Regions from separate parts of the Sus scrofa genome. Here region 2 is linked to region 1. Evidence: chromatin contacts called from public Hi-C data. All regions are on one chromosome and are shown on one strand. Each heading gives the region's core, a stretch centred on a gene start, on an enhancer-like site or on the middle of the called end of the contact. The rest is flanking DNA. Distances are from core to core; before and after follow the strand shown.

The links. A called contact is a pair of places that touch in the nucleus more often than the background predicts.
Region 2: a Hi-C map of fetal skeletal muscle shows a contact between it and region 1, with 2.8 times the contacts expected there. The contact joins the enhancer-like site here to the promoter of SNRPD1 in region 1. A contact is called at or near these places in 3 of 47 Hi-C or Micro-C datasets (embryonic fibroblasts, epiblast stem cells and fetal skeletal muscle) and 2 of 2 datasets of contacts at active chromatin or transcription factors (alveolar macrophages and skeletal muscle).

What each region holds. Positions count from the first base shown.
Region 1 is chr6:106,796,792-106,799,645 of Sscrofa11.1, forward strand. SNRPD1 (small nuclear ribonucleoprotein Sm D1) reads left to right here and starts at 1,410. Exons shown (of 4, transcript XM_003127854.5): 1 at 1,410-1,567. The coding sequence starts at 1,554.
Region 2 is chr6:107,027,467-107,030,320 of Sscrofa11.1, forward strand. MIB1 (E3 ubiquitin-protein ligase MIB1) reads left to right here. Exons shown (of 21, transcript XM_003356369.4): 18 at 1,141-1,219. Among named protein-coding and RNA genes, the nearest start is that of MIR133A-2, 30 kb to the left of the region's middle. Within about 2 kb of position 1,360, at least 7 of the 83 cell types and tissues checked have an H3K27ac peak or open chromatin away from gene starts, as enhancers often do. A contact at or near this core is called in fetal skeletal muscle and skeletal muscle, where this site is marked.

The DNA.
Region 1 (2,854 bases), core at 160-2,659:
ATTAGTGAGATTGAATTAAAACCAGGCATACTTGGCATCCTGGAAGCCAAGAAAGGAGCATGTTTCAAAGGAGAGTGTCTGTTTTGAATGCTGCTGAGATGCTGAGTAAGAGGAAGACAGAAGTTTGTATTGGGTTTTTGATCACCATTAGAAAAGCAATCTCAGTGTATTTGAAGATCGAATTACAAGGCAATAAAAACAAGTTATAGACAGCTCATTTAAGGAGGTTTTCTGTGGAAGAAATCTGGTGGGAGCTAGAGCTGCATGAGAGGAGAATTTTTTTTTTTTAAGACCTCACCTGCAGCAAATGGAAGCTTGAATCAGAGCTGCAGCTGAGGCCTACACTACAGCTACGGCAACACTGGATCTGAGCTGCATCTGTGAACTACGCTGCAGCTTGTGGCAACACTGGAGCCGTAACCCACTGAATGAGGCCAGGGATAGATCCCACATCCTCATGAATACTAGTCAGGTTCTTACCCTGCCGAGTTCCCACAACTGGCACTACAAAATTTTTTCTTTCTTCCTTTCCTTTTTTTCTTTTTCCATTTTTGGCCATCTCCGAGGCATATGGAGTTCCCAGACCAGGAATCAGATCCAACCTACAGTTGGAACCCACACTACAGCCAGCTGTAGCAATGCAGGGCTGGACATCAAACCCGCGTCCTGGAGCTGCAGAGATGCTGCCCAATCCTGTTGCGCCACAGTGGGAACTCGTTGCTTGTTTGTTTTTTAGATAAATTTATATGTTGATAGAAAAAATCAGTAGAGAAGGAGGAATTGATGATTCAAATTAGAAGGGGATCATTGAAGGAGTGAAATTCTTGAGGAAATGAGATGGGATCCAGACTACAACCAAGAGGAATTTGCTTTCCAAAGGAGCAATAATACTTCTATCGTTGTCACAGAAAGGGAAGCAGAAGGATGGCTTCTGTTTTCTAAAAGTAGGATACGTTAGAGAGTGATTTGGGAGAAGAACTGTAAAAGGTTTGAGATAAAGAGAAGAAAGAAGGTATGAAATACTTTGTGAGCTTATTAGAGAAGCATAACGATCTCTGGGCAGTGCAAGGGACACTTTTGAGGTTTGTGACCAGAATTTAAAGTGAAAATAATCAGTTAAATTGTATGATTTTCTTCAGCACATTAAGTAACGCTGAGATACCTGGTGGTGGAGCATAATCCTTTGGGATTCTCCAATTATTTCCTTTCATTCACGAGAAAATTTGGTGCTACATAATACCCGGAGCCTTGTTATGCTCGCTAATAGGATTTAATTTCCTGAAATACTCTCTCTTACAGGAAGTTTCCTCCTGGATCGGCCCTAAACGCCCTTAACAGTTGCAAGGCACACCTCCTGCCGCCAGAGGCCGCACTGGCGCTACTCGCGGCCGGAAGGGAGAGTGGCCCAAGCGCAGCCTCGGCGTTTCCGCCGTGAGTGCGCAGGGATCCGCGCGCTCTTTACGTCGATCCCCGGGAGTAAGCGTTTCCGGTCATTCATTCTCCCTGCGGGTCGGCCTCTGCGGTGGGGTTTTGTGTACTATCGGACCGAGAGGATGAAGCTCGTGAGGTGAGGAGGTGACCGAGCAGGGTGGGTACTATGAGGGGATGTCCTGGACCGGGAGCGGGGGGGTTGAGCTGCCCGAGATGCAGGAGGCGCGAAAGCCGCGTGCGCGCGCGGCCTGCTAACGGCCTTCGGCGCCCGCCGCTCCCGCCCCATCTTGGTCGCGTCGCCGCGGGCACTCGACCAGGCTTCAGACTGGGTCGCCCAGGGATCTGCGGGTCTTCCGAGAGGTTGAAGGCCGGGCGGTGTTTTCCCATCAGGTGTCTTAGAGGCCTTAAAAGTACAGAGCCAGGCTTACAAGCTCTTACTTTCGGTGAGTTACAGACTTCCGTTTCTGTTAGAACGTTTCTGGCTCGTCTCAGCACTCAGGAACCGGCAAATTTAACTAGGTCCACGCTTCCTGAGAACGTGGGAGACATAAAAATTGTACATCCTGCACAAGTAGTTTAAATTAATGCATATTTTTTAATGAAACTACCGTCACACTTAAAAGAGTACTTAGAAGCTGCAGGGGTTTATCTGGAGATAATGAAATCCAATTCCGAAGTATTTTAAATCAGGGATCAGGGATGGACTTCTGATTTCCTGAGGTTTTTTTTTTTTTTAATAGTGTTTTTTTTCCCTCTTGTTGTTATTCCCTAGCCTTAAGATTATTCAACTTACATTTCCCTTTAAAATAGCCCTTTGATTTAGGAAAAAACCTCTCAATATGGGGTAGAATCACTCTTCCGTACTTTTTGGCTGATTACACAGATAATCGAGATTTATTCTGTTTATTTCTGTATTTAAATTTGGTCGATTAGTTGAGCCTGCTGAAGACTCGTTTACTGGTTGAGCTAATTCATCACAAAAACTACCTGCAAATAGATTGAGTTCTGATGTTTCTCCTTGAGGCTGAGAGCCTGGAACATAGAAGCAGAGGCTTTTACAACTCAGCCGGCAGTTATAAACTAGCTTAACTAGTTTATTGTCTGTTGAGTCAAGAATTGTCAATGTCGACCAAATAGTTAAGCACATGGAGTTCTTGGACCAGGGAACACATCCTAGCTGCATTTGCAACCTACTCGGCAACTGCAGCAATGCTGGACTGTGCCGGTGGGGATTGAACTGGGGATCGAACCTGCATCCCAGTGCTCCAGAGACGCCAAGAATCCCAGTTGTGCTACAGCAGTAGCCCACCCCCCCCTTAAAGAGTCCTATGTTGTAGTAGCGTTCGTTTTGCAGAGAAGATAGACAAGAAGATAGTTTGAGATAACATAAAGAATCCTCATTGTCATATTCAGGCTGGTGTTT
Region 2 (2,854 bases), core at 110-2,609, 230 kb after region 1:
CCTCCTGTACGCTGTAGGAGACTGAAATTCATTTCTTTTAACTGTTTTGAATCGATTAGGTCAGAAACTTAACAGATATCAGATTTGTTCTTCACCATTCCTTAGATTTTATTAGTTACCAAGTCTTTGTAAAAATATTTCTCAGAACTCTTTCTACTCCTCCATATTGCTGTGTCGTAGTTCAGATATGCCCTCAGTATCTCATACATAGAGTCGTTCAAGGATGTGCTTGAATAAAGGCCACCTAACTCCTCTCCATGTCTTCTAATTGACTCTTTACCACCTTGTGAAAAAGGATTGTTCTTTATCGCTCAGACTTTTAAGAAGCTGCAGCTCAACAGTGTTAGATACTTTGTTAATATCAGAGCTGGGATTGAACCCAGGGATAGAAAGATCCTGACCAGTTGTGTGTTACTGTTTCCCACTAGGTTCCCATGAGTGTATAGTTTCTATGTACATAACAAGGTCTAAGTTGGAAAGGTTCGTAGAGAGAGTGTGTGCAATATTTGGTTGTTTAGGTGAAGTGTTGGTCATCATTTTTGGACAGTAATGTTAAATGACACAAAAAGGGGAGAATGTATGTCAGAAGGGAGGCGCATCAATGAAAAACAGATAAGGAGCCAAGGGCAGTGGACAGCTGGGATAGAATTCCTCAGATGTGGGATAGCTGAACAATACCCCTGGCTAATTTGGCTAGATTTTTAAAAATCAATATTAGTAATCTATCTTAGTCATCAATACCCCTGGCTAATTTGGCTAGATTTTTTAAAATCAATATTAGTAATCTATCTTAGTCATTTTAAAAAAATTTTTCTCTCAAAAGTATTTTTAAAAAAAAGGAAATTGAAGTCTAGTTTGGTCTCCCTGACTTCAGAGAAAATGGAGTTTTCCTGTATCATTCTTTCAGATAGGTAGGGAGAATAAAATGGAAATAGAACATGTTTAGGTGGAGTATTTAAAGATATGAAAATGAGTAACCAAGAGAGTAGAGCACAGGGGAGAAGTGTGTGTTAAATTCCTCTGTGGGGGGGGGGGTGCTTCCTTATGGAGGAGAAATACATCGGGATACAGAAGGCACTGTTAGAGTCACTGGATTTATTTGTAGATGTTCACACTTGTGCTGTAACTTCTTTTTTGCAGATTGAAGAATGTGTGGTATGCTCTGACAAGAAAGCAGCTGTTCTTTTTCAGCCGTGTGGACACATGTGTGCTTGTGAGAGTAAGTAGCTCATACAAAACTTCCTCTGAATTATCATAAAAATAGAAAGTGAAACAAATTGTATCTTTGGATTTTTTTTTTTTTTTAGTACCTCATGAGCAGAAGAGTTGGTGGGCTTTTAGGACCTTCTAGTTGTTCTCTGTTCAAGAATGTCACCTCTTTCCTACCTCAGTCCCTAGTGTTAGGGAACTGAATGTGCTGCATTCTACCAGCTCCGCCTTTTATTTCATTTCTGTGTCTGCAGAATGATCTCTCCTCACACACAGGAGAAATCATTGCCAAAAATGAATGTTGAAATATTTAGTCTAGCCTTTTTTCACATCTTAATTAGCACATCTTCATGTCTTCACCTTTATGTTGTCCCTCTTGTACACTTGCCCTTTGAACCACCGCAGCAACCATAGGGCGGGAGTAGTGTCTGGCTTTCTTAACCTTTCTGTGTTGAGAGCTCATAGAAATCTTTTCTTTGTGAGGATAAGTAACATTAAAGTTTAAGAGAAGTTTTAAACTTTGCTTTTGTATGTCTCCTTTGTTCAAGTTAATATACTTAGTATTAATATTCTCTTCTTTTTACTTGTCAATGAAGAATTTTAAACAAGTTTAACAACTTACACTTTACTTGAAGTAAAGTGCAGCCCAAGGTAGGTGATCCCTGGTGGGTGGCTCAGAGATCCAGGTTAAGAATCTGGTGTTGTCACTGCTGTGGCTCAGGTTGCTGCTGTGGCTTGGGTCCTGTCCTTGGCCCTAGAACTTCTACATGCTGTAGGCATGCCCCCCCCAAAATGAGCCCAAAGTAGAGCATGTTTTTTACTATTAGAAAGTAGTTCAGTCATTTAGGTGCTGGGTTTTAATATAATATTTGACTAAAGAAACAAATTGTATGATAGATTAATCCCATTGACACAGATTTGCTTTCAGCATTGGTGTTTTTTTCATTCTAATCAGTAGCCCATCAACTAAGAAAGGATCAAGGTTTTCTACAGTAATGTTCTGCTATAAGTAATTGTTTCTGTTTACCAAAGACTGGTATAATGGCTGTTATCAGCTGTCAGAGGGCACGAAGAAAGAGAATTCTATCTTAAGCAAAAAGAGCTCAGGTTTTGTAAGTTTTCATAGCCCAGCAAACATTTTCTGTAAAGGGTCAAATAATAAACACTTTTGGCGTTTTGGACCACATGATTTCCCTAGTAACTACTCACCCCTTTCCAAGCATTCACTTCTGCGTTTGTAGTGCAGAAACAATCAGAGATGACAAGTTAAAAAAAAAAAAATGAGTTGGACTGTTTTCCATTAAAACTTTATTTACAAAAACAGATGACTGGGTTTGGCCAACAGGCTGTGGTTTGCTGACCCTATCATAGATCATAGTGATGCCTACAGAGACATGAAAGCTGGTTACAGTTAGCAGTTGATAACACAGATTCTAGAGCCTTAAATGTAGTATTTTCCCCTAGGAGTTTCCCAAAGCTTTTACATTATTTTTGCTTTAAAATAAGAGTAACAGCTAACTTTACTGAGCTCTTAATTAGTACCAGGCATTTTGTCTTAATCTTTTGAGTATCTCATTTATTTTCACAATAAGAAGTAGATTGTTTATTTTAATAGACACATTCGTAAACATTTATTTGCTAGGGA